3 separate regions of the Ovis aries genome follow, and all the other regions are linked to region 3. Evidence: chromatin contacts called from public Hi-C data. All regions are on one chromosome and are shown on one strand. Each heading gives the region's core, a stretch centred on a gene start, on an enhancer-like site or on the middle of the called end of the contact. The rest is flanking DNA. Distances are from core to core; before and after follow the strand shown.

Region 1 (3,472 bases), core at 275-2,774, 130 kb after region 3:
GTAGCATAGATGCCTAAGAAAACTGTTGTGCACAATTGCTGTTGGGCACTGTTAGAACCGGAGATTACTTTCCAGTAAAATGTGTAACTTTGATCCAGAACAAAAGAAGGATAGGGAGGGCAGTTAAAGACCCTTTGTTTCAGATATAACAGCCTGTCCATCCTGTTTTAACTTCCATCACCTTGCTCAGGAGCACAGTTAGGTAAATGTCAAGTTGCAAAGGGGAGCAGAGAAATGCCGAAATACTGGGTTGACCAAAAAGCTCGTTTGGGCTTTTCCGTAGGATCGCCTGGAAAACTCCGAACGAACTTTCTGACCAACCGAACAATCTCAGACGTGAGGACACGGTTGTGGTTGCTTTAGAAATCACTTCGCAATCCGGACTTTCCGATTCCTTTCACTCTTAGAAGATCCGCCGCCCTTTAAAAGCGTCAGTCACTTGCATCTGAATGGTGTTCTGGGTGGGTTCCAAGAAGTTGAGTCTGGTGGGAGAGAAGGGTGGAGGAAGGAAGAAGCTGTTGTGTTTGGCGGCTGGACTCAGGTAGAGGAAACTGCTACAACCCGGCAAAGAATTGAAAAATACAAAGAGGAGACGAGTTCCCACACGCAGCCCACGTCAGTGAACTGTACTTGGGAGGCAAGAACCTGGGCCAGGGATCTAACCTCGCTTTTTTTTTTTTAAACTAAATGTGTCTGAGACAGCTACAAAGTTTATTAGGGACTTGGGAGATCAGTTGACTTTTTGATCTTGCAATCCTTTCTTATTTTTTATTGAGAGAAACCTTGGGTTCAGAATACATAATAAAGACTGCATCTATTCCAGGGTAATTTACAGAAAGACGTCCTCCTAGGCTTCTCACCTAAGCCCCTAACCTCCCCTAGAAATAGCAGACTTCTAGGTTAAGGCTGAACTAACCACTGCTCACCTCCAGCTTAAGGCACCCAGGCCGAGGGGCTCCCCGCCTCCCCCGCCATGTGAGCGATTGGGGGCCCCCGGGGGGGAGCCCAGCTAGGGGGCCGAGCTCCCACCCTGCGTCCCCCCATCCCCCGCTCGGTGAGTGCAGCGCAAACAAGATCGCCAGCCAAGGGTACCACCACCGGCGGCCGAGCACCTTGGAACTCTCCCCCGCTTTCCCGGGCGAGGAGCCGGGGAGGTCGGGGCTCCGGAGCAGTGGCGCGCGGGTCCGCGCAGCGCCCGGGATCAGAACACCCGCCGGCCGGCCCCGCTGCCCAGGCCCCTCCCCGGCTCCCCGGCCGTTTGGCGAGCTCGTTTGTCTTATTTGTAATTTCTCCTAGGCCAGCCGGAGCAGGTCTGCTGGCAAGCCGTGCGCCTCCCGCAGTCACGCGACCAGCCCCGGGTCCCGGCCGCGCGCTCGGCGGCGGCGGCGGCGCGCTCGGGAGGCGGGGAGGCGCGGCGGGGCCACCTTAAGGCCGAGCTCGCCAGCCTCGGCGGGGCGGCTCCCGGCGCCGCGACCAATGATCTCCTCCTCTGTTTAAATAGACTCGCGGTGTCAATCATCTTCTCCTTCGTCAGCCTCCCTTCCACCGCCATATTGGGCAACTCCAAAAAGGGGGCTCGTCTTTTCGGGGGTGTTTTTTTTCCTTCCTCCCCGCTTTCCTCTGGGCTCACTCTCTCGCCGCTCCGCGACTCCGCGACGCCCGCAAGGTTTGGAGACGGCGCTCGGGCGGCGGGACCCGCGGGCTCGCGGCGGCCCGGACTCGGAGCGGCTCTGCCCCCTCCTGTCTCGGCGGCGCTCGGCTCCCCTCCCCTCCGCTCCCCGCCCTCCCGCTTGATCGGCCGGGATCGGGGCTGCCTGGCCCCGGGGGGCTGCCCCTCGCCCCCTCCCCCAGCCCCGTGCGCGCCTAGACGCTCGGGCGCTGACTCGGCTCGCGTTTGTTTCTCTTGGCTCCAGGGGCCGGCGCAGGGCTTATAAAGAGGGGCTCGGGCTGGGTCGGGGCGTTTTGTTTTGTTCGGTTTTGTTTGGCGAGAGAGAGAGAGCGCGCGCAAGAGCCTCAGTCGCCGAGACCCCCCACCCCCACCCCACCCCCTGGGAGGAAGATGTCAAACGTGCGAGTGTCTAACGGGAGCCCGAGCCTGGAGCGGATGGACGCCAGACAGGCGGAGTACCCCAAGCCCTCGGCTTGCAGAAACCTCTTTGGCCCGGTCAATCACGAAGAGTTAACCCGGGACTTGGAGAAGCATTGCAGAGACATGGAAGAGGCCAGCCAGCGCAAGTGGAATTTTGATTTTCAGAATCACAAGCCCCTGGAGGGCAAGTACGAGTGGCAGGAGGTAGAAAAGGGCAACCTGCCCGAGTTCTACTACAGACCCCCGCGGCCACCCAAAGGCGCCTGCAAGGTGCCGGCGCAGGAAGGCCAGGATGCCAGCGGGGCCCGCCCGGCGGTGCCTTTACTTGGGTCTCAGGCAAACCCAGAGGACACGCATTTGGTCGATCAGAAGACTGATGCCCCGGACAGCCAGACCGGGTTAGCGGAGCAGTGCCCCGGGATAAGGAAGCGACCTGCCGCAGATGGTAATGACCCTTTCCGATGCCTAAAATGTCTGTCTCTGTCTGCCGCGCTCCTTTCCCTGCTTGAGGGTCTTTAACCGCAGCTTTCTTTTCAGCGCGTTCTGACTTAGCTTTTGGGGCGGAGGTGGGGGGAGCGCACTTTCCTACTTTGAGGTACATGAGTACATGCTATTTATTTAGTTGCCTGCTTGTCTGTTTATGACTTTTAAGTCAGAAGCTTGAGATTGTGTTATCTGATCATTTCTCTAACTGAAAACATCGCGGCTCCTCCCAGCTAGACAGCGGTAGGTATGTGACAATGTTGGGATGTTTATCAACTGCCTCCTTCTTCGCTTTGGAGAGAGAGCTTTGAAGCGTAGAAAATACACTTTCTGTTATGTGAAAACAACTTCATTTTGTGCCCTTAAAGGCCACTGGGAATGACGGACCCAAGATTGTGGGTGGAGGTAGTGGGTTTTTTGTCCCTTGACTCTTGGGCTCACTTCTGTCGGCCATTGTTTTTTTCTAATAAAGATTGTTTGTGTGTGTTCTTTTTAAAAATTCCCTCTTGCCCTTAGATTCCTCTCCTCAAAACAAAAGAGCCAACAGAACAGAAGAAAATGTTTCAGACGGTTCCCCCAACGCCGGTTCAGTGGAGCAGACGCCCAAGAAGCCTGGCCTCAGAAGGCGTCAGACGTAAACCACTCGGTGGGTTGATGACTTGGAGCAAATAAGTGACACCCCAGTTGGGTTGCAGGAACTGGTGGGCTTTCAAGCCCCAAGATAACCCGATCTCAGTGGGGGCTGGCCGATGAAAACTTGGGGGCTTTTGTTTTATGCTTTGGGAGGACAAAAAGGTAGGAATGGGGAAGACTGGGAATCAGTGGGGAGGTACTATAGTTCTTCCCAGTTTTCACCTCCTGAGATTATTTTCCTTTGAAGCACCAACTGATCAGAGCAAG
Region 2 (3,263 bases), core at 572-3,071, 200 kb before region 3:
TATATTCACAATGGGTAACTAAAAAGGACCTACTGTACAGCACAGGGAGCTCTGCTCAATGTTATGTGACAGTCTGGAGGAGAAGGGAGTTTGCAGGGGAGAATGGATACGTGTATATATACGGCTGAGTACTTTTGCTGTCCATCTGAAACTATTAAAACATTGTTAATCACCCAAGTCACTTCACTTGTGTCTGACTCTTTGCAGCCCTATGAACTATAGCCCACCAGGCATCTCTGTCCATGGGATTCTCCAGGCAAGAATACTGGAGTGGGTTGGCATGACCACCTTCAGGGATCTTCCCAACCCAGGGATAAACCCGCAGCTTTTATGTCTTCTGCACTGGCAGGCGGGTTCTTTACCACTTGTGCCACCTGGGAAGCCCAATTGGCTTATACACCAATATAAAATAAAAAGTTTTAAAAAATTAAAAAAATTAGATTTTGACTCAATTTGTAAATATATGTATAATGAAATCATAGTTGATTTGAAAACTCAGGGCATTAGCTAAAATTTCACGAAACAAACAATACTATCTGTAAAGTTCTGAAAATGCCATAGCCACCCAACTCCTGAATGGGAAAGCATTGCTACCTTGACATCCTTGACCTGCCAAAGTTGACAGTCTCTGTTACACACTATCTCTACTTCCTTCTTGCCTTTTCTACTTTCAGAATGCCTGTGGGTAAACGTCAAGGTTCCCAGAAAGTAGACCTGGGGCATCCACTTTCTTTTGAAGATGCACAAACACCCTAACACAAGAATCAGCATTTTCTATTCATTCGTCTCTCATTTCCAGCTCCTTCCTTCACCATCTAGTGTTTCTCTTTTTTTTTGTATGGTTGCCACTGCCAAACTCCCAGCTTTGGGAACTAAAATAGGAACTTTGTGCTTTGATGTGGATTCCAAACCTAAGTCTATCCAGCACCTCTCTTTTTCCATCTGTAAAAGAGGATTTAAAATTTTGCAGCATACATATGCAAATATCGAGTCATACATCTGAAACTAATATAATGTTGTATGTCAATTACATTTCAATTTTTAAAAATATCAAAAGGGCTTCCCTAGTGGCTGTGATGGTAAAGAATCTGCCTGCAATGCAGGAAACCTAGGCTAGATCAATGGGTTGGGAAGATGCCCTGGAGGAAGGCATGGCAACCCATTCCAGTATTCTTGCCTGGAGAATCCCCATGGACAGAGGAGCCTGGTGTGTTACAGTCCATGGGGTCGCAAACAGTCGGTCAGGGCTGAGTGACTAAGCATAGCACAGTGGCTTAGTGGTAAAGAATCTGCCAATCAATGCAAGGGGACAGGGGTTCAATCCCTGGTCTGGGAAGATCCTACATGTAGGACAACACCACAACTACTGAACCAGTGATCTAGAGCCCAAGCTGTGCAACAAGAGAAGTCACCTCAATAAGAAGCCCAGCAGGCCCCTTAGTAAAGAGTAGCCGCTGTACCACACAGCTAGAGAAAGCCCTCCAGCACAACCAAACATAAATATAAACAAATGTCATTTTAAAAAATGAAAAAGAGCAATACGTTAAAAAAAAAAAAACCGCAAACTGAGGTAAAAACAACTCCCTCAAAAACCTATTAGTAAATTTCCAACTATAGAGGTAACTTGCCTAGCGTATAGATGATGCTTAAAGGTGACTCGCATCACTACCATAGCAACCAACTCAATCTTACGAGCGGCTCTGCACTTGAGGCGATCTGGCCCTTTAAGGCTGCGCCCGCTGTACTGGGTAGCTTGAGTCTCCCTGCCCTCCCTCGGGCAGGGGGCGGGGCACTCTAACCCGGAACTGACCGCCGAGCGCAGCCGTCGCTGCCAATCCGCGTCGCGGAAGGAACGAACCTGCGGGCCCTGGAGCGAGTGAGTGATTGCGGCGCCGCCCGCGGGTCGCAGGCGTGGCTGGTTCCCGGCGTTCACCCGCCTCCTTGCGTTTGGTTTCCCCAAAGAAGGCGGGCGGGCGAGCGGCGTGCATCCCCGCGGTGCTTCCCTGCAAGCCTTTCCCCAAATAGGGCCTCTTCGTCCCCCACCGTCCGCGCCCCCGCGTGGGCTGGGCGCGCAATCCCCACATCGCAGCCGGTGTAGCCTCTGCATCTCGGTCCCCCGTTCCCTGCTCTGTCGCCCCTCCGCCTGAGCGGTCGCCGCCCGTTCCGTCGTTCCTCTGCTGCCACCGCTGCCGGCATCATGGGCAGTGAGCAGAGCTCCGAGGCCGAGAGCCGACCCAACGATCTGAACTCCTCAGGTCGGTGTCCTAACTACTTTCACCCTTCTCCAGCCAGCCCTGCCTGCATGCCGGGCGGGCTGCCTTCCCTGCTGGGGACTGGGGCTGGCGGACAGGAACGCACAGAAAGCCCTCGCCGTGCTTTTTTCTTAAAAGAGCAAAAAAAAAAAAAAAAAAAAGCCATCATCTGTCCTAGCCTTAATTCCCCCGATGGAAACCAGTGCTGTGATTGCAAGCTAAACCAGCGTGGGCGCCCAAGCCCATTTTTGATTTTCAGAACAGCTATTCGTCTCAGCTGCAGCTTACTCCTTGAAAGACGATCTAATTAATATTTGGCTTTAGTATTCATGCCTGGCAGGGTGAGATTGGGGTCGCACAGTGGATGGGTCATAGAACCTCAAAGAACAGATTCGTCCTTAAAAGTGGGTCCTAGAAATTCCTTTTGAGAAGAGGCGTGTGACAAGTGTACAATCGCTTTGAACCCTTGCCTGCGAACATGTCCAGAAACTGCATCTTCCCATCGGAAGGTGTCTCGGCTCCCTTTCTCATATAGAAGTTGGCCATGAAGGCAAGTTCTGATGTTTTGCCCTACTCTTTCCGCATCCGTATTTTTTAGATTTCTCTTCGAGTTTAATGTAGAAATGGGACGATTTTTGTTCCTGTAGTGAGCGCTCAAACAGCTGATGCTTAATTGAGGATCGTTTTTGCCTTTATTTTTTTATTTGCTACACACTAAACCCTGGGACCACTGGGGCTGCCCTGGATAATAAGCTCTGGAGTGGTTAATCCAAACTGGCTTATAACTGGGGCCTAAAAAGGGTTCTGGTCATAAATAGGACTGCTCTGACCTTGGTAGGACGTGTAATTCAGAAATGTAGAAGTTAAGAGAAGGTCACTGAAATGTGACCTTCAAGGCTAGTTCAGACCATTCTGGGGGCTAGATTGAGATAGCTTTTAACTGTGAACAGTATCTATGGCTACATTTTTATTTCTTTGGAAGATCCAGAATGCAGTATCTTATAACAAATA
Region 3 (3,360 bases), core at 238-2,737:
AAATCTCTTTTCTTGATGGAGTTCAGAATAGTACAAATCCTCTGAGGAAAACAGTTGTCACCTATGTGCGCTCAAAAGATGAGTGGCTTAAAGACGCATTTTCTGACAGTCTAGGTTCCCCAAATACTAGTCATAAGGTCTTTCATGGATGGTAAATTTCACACACACACACAGGAAAAAGGAAAGAAACATACCTGGTCATTTTCTAAACAGGTTTGATAGGTTTGGTTCCCTTGTAAGAGCAGAGTATTTACTTATAATCTTTTAAAGCACAAGAGGCAGCCGGGAGAGTGGGTAAATAAAACCTTCAGAGAGGTTTAAAAACCCTGCATCTTAACTCACTTCCCCTTGATTTCAGGGGCCGGTACTGCAACCCCACGGCAAATGAGATTATGTAACAGGTTTTTCCTCTCTCCACTTTATTCATCACGGTCTGATTGGAGGTGTGCTTTCTCCAAACGAGTTGAGACTCCTAGGATTATTATTTAGGACGGTTGAAGTTGAGGTTTGATACATTTCCTTAGGATTTTGCAGGATCCATTCATTTACATATCTATTTGTAGTTTTCTCAAGTGAGAAAACACAATAACCGTGTAGTTGCTGTTGTAATTTCAAGGAAATAAACGCAGCTGCACCTGAAAACTTCCGTTTTGCATAAATATTTTCCTCCCCTGTGTTTCATTCCATGAAACTGCACATGATATACACAGACCTTCGCTCATCTCCCGGGGCTTCTTCCTTTCTCACGTTTTACGGTTGGTGTAAATAAAGAAAAAGTCCCTGGCGCACCGGGTCCCCCAATACCCGGCCTCGGGGGGAGGGGGGGTCCCCGGAGGAAAAGCGAGTGGGTTGAAAAGCGCAGCCCGGTCACCACTCAGGTGGCCCAGCCGCTCACATGGAAGGCGAGCTGGGGATAATGGGGACAGTCAGGCCGGGGCCCCTCTTGGCAGGCGAGTTGTGTAACAGTCGCGCCTGGAAGTGAGCAGCTTGGCCCGCGAAGGGACCGCGTCCGGCGGCGGCTCCTGGCGGCGGCAGCCGGCCGCCCGGCCCGCTCGGCCCGAGCCCGCGCACCCGCCGCCGCCGCCCCGACCCCGCGCGGGCCGGGCCGGCCCCCCCCCCAACACACACACCCCTCGCGCCTCCGCTTCCCACGCGCTCGCCCCTCGGGGCCGCGATCGCCCCCACCCCGCCCTCGACCCCGGGCCCGGCCGCCCGGAGGGCAGCGCCGGCGGGACGCGGGGACCGGCGTCCATGCTGCCGGCGCGGCGGGAGCCCGGCCCCGCGCCCACCCGCCCCGCCGTCCGCGCGCCCACTTACTTTCGGGGCCGCAGACCTCGCGGCTCCCTCGGGGGGGCGGGGGGGAAACGAAAGTTGTCACGGCGTCTCCCCGCGGGGCCCCCTCGCCTCCCGGACCCGCGAGGCGCCGCGGCGGAGCCGGGAGGGCTTGCTGCGCTCCCGCCCGCGTCCGTCCCGTCGCGCTCTCCTCCGCCTCCTCTTCTTTTCACTATATTATCTTCTCCTGCTCGGAGGGGCGGGTGGGGGCGGGAGGCTTAGGAAGCGAGGAGACGTTTGCAACTTTTCTTCACTCTTTCTCTCCCCCCCCCAACTAACCCCCCGATCAGCCTTGAAAAAACACTGTTGAAAGGGGCGAGGAACCTGGGGAGGTGGGGGGACGCGGAGGGGGTCGGGAGAGGTGATGATAGTTGTTTGGAAAACTGATCAGAGCCCCCCCGCCCCAAACAGAGATACCCAGAAAGAGGGGGAAAGGCGGGGGGGGGGGTGGGGTGGGGGGTTGGGGGGAAAGAGAAAGAGTCGCTGGTCAGGAAACTTCAAGCGCGGATGAGGTCATTGGTTTAAAAATAAAGAGATGGCGTCACTTGAAACCAATCCCAGTGAATGAACTCAGCGGAGCCCCGGGGAAAGGAGGAGACAGGCGAGGGCAGGGCGGTGGGCGACGGGCGGGGCCGTGCGCCCGCCCGAACCCGGAGCGCGGCTCGGCGCCTGGTCGCGGCCGCTCGGGGAGGGGTCGGGTCACGTTCCGTTCCGGGGCCCGGCGACTCCGGGGCAGGTTCCGCGGGCGCCGCTGGGAGGAGCCGGGTGGCCGGGGGAGGCGGCCCCGCGGCCTCCTCCTTCCGCGCCCTTGCGCCGGCTGCCCCCGGGGCCCCCGATCCCCGACCCTCGAGCCGGGTCTCGGCCGCGTAGGGCTGCGCCCCAACAGGTATTTCAGGGTTCCCGCCCCAGCGAGGCGCAGAGCCTTTTCCTCCTCTTTGGGCTGTTTCCAGCTGCCTCCCCAGGGTGAAGAAAAGCAAACAATGATTTGAGAGAATTACAATCTTTTAAAAGTGACGAGTCCAAAATGCAGGACACTGCGGGCTCTAGGAGAGATAAGTTACAGGTAATTTAAGAAAAATCACGCTCAGGTGGTCAGGCGTCAGCTCTCCCTCTGTTTGTCATAGAAAGCCCCCACCAGAATGCTCCTAACATTTATGATTTTACTGTGCTTCTCTTTACTTATTTTTATTTACATTTGTAAATGTAACGAGCACGAGTAGCCTAACACGCTCTTGAAAAGTGTGTCCTTTTCAAGCACTGTGTGCCCTGTGCTTGGGCAGCACAGAATCGTCTGTAAGTCAGACCAGAGGTTCACCTTTTGGGAGGTGCAAGACCCCCGTTGATTTTACTTTACACACTTCGTGCCTTTTAAAATTGGGATTGAAATAGCTTTGTTTTGAAACGGCATTACACACTTTGGGAAATAGAGACCTGAGCTGGTGACACACGAGGATTTGGAATCACTGAGTAGGACAATCGGAGCTTTATTCTAGTGTTCTTTGAGCATCTGAGCATGAAGCTGCTTCTACTGAGAAGTACTCACGTGGATATCACATAACAGAGATGTGATTAATGACGGAAAAGCACACTCCGAGTGGACTGCTTCATGAGCCAGAATTTGTGTGTAAGAATAAAATATTCCATTTGCAATGAACTAGATTTGGGACGTTGGTTCCCCGAAGACATCTTTGTTGGGAAATGTCCGTTTGGACATTGCCTGAGGCTTTTTGTCGTCTTGTTTTCTGTGGGTTTGTTTTTGGTTGGTTTTTTTTTTTGTTTTGTTTTTTTTTTTTTTTTGGATTGCCAAAATAACTGAGAAGCATGTTGGAATGGGGGATGAGGATTGTTAGAAAAGCGAACTTGTCATACTTCTTTTTTGCCTTTAAATCCTGCAGCTAAAGCCCATTCGTTTCTATAATCATTTAAGATCAGTATTAGAGTAAGCCTCTAGGAACTTCCGGCCCATCTTTTTTAAGAGGAAAAGGAGTCCATCTAGAGAGGAGAGCGCGAGGGAGCCCTTGAGGCAGT

What was found. A called contact is a pair of places that touch in the nucleus more often than the background predicts.
Region 1: a Hi-C map of hypothalamus shows a contact between it and region 3, with 4 times the contacts expected there. The contact joins the promoter of CDKN1B here to the promoter of DUSP16 in region 3. A contact is called at or near these places in 3 of 16 Hi-C or Micro-C datasets (hypothalamus, muscle and tail adipose tissue).
Region 2: a Hi-C map of hypothalamus shows a contact between it and region 3, with 3 times the contacts expected there. The contact joins the promoter of BORCS5 here to the promoter of DUSP16 in region 3. A contact is called at or near these places in 10 of 16 Hi-C or Micro-C datasets (blood, hypothalamus, liver and 4 more).

The regions. Positions count from the first base shown.
Region 1 is chr3:202,781,102-202,784,573 of ARS-UI_Ramb_v3.0, reverse strand. It overlaps CDKN1B (cyclin dependent kinase inhibitor 1B), which reads left to right and starts at 1,524. Exons shown (of 3, transcript XM_004006850.6): 1 at 1,524-2,534; 2 at 3,089-3,218. The coding sequence starts at 2,060. The coding sequence ends at 3,210. LOC105611784 (a long non-coding RNA gene) reads right to left here and starts at 1,356. Exons shown (of 4, transcript XR_006059426.1): 1 at 1,113-1,356; 2 at 1-482.
Region 2 is chr3:203,108,431-203,111,693 of ARS-UI_Ramb_v3.0, reverse strand. It overlaps BORCS5 (BLOC-1 related complex subunit 5), which reads left to right and starts at 1,821. Exons shown (of 4, transcript XM_012175341.4): 1 at 1,821-1,876. The coding sequence starts at 1,876.
Region 3 is chr3:202,912,505-202,915,864 of ARS-UI_Ramb_v3.0, reverse strand. DUSP16 (dual specificity phosphatase 16) reads right to left here and starts at 1,487. Exons shown (of 8, transcript XM_042247513.2): 1 at 1,318-1,487. It overlaps LOC114113666 (a long non-coding RNA gene), which reads left to right and starts at 2,067. Exons shown (of 2, transcript XR_003588532.3): 1 at 2,067-2,218.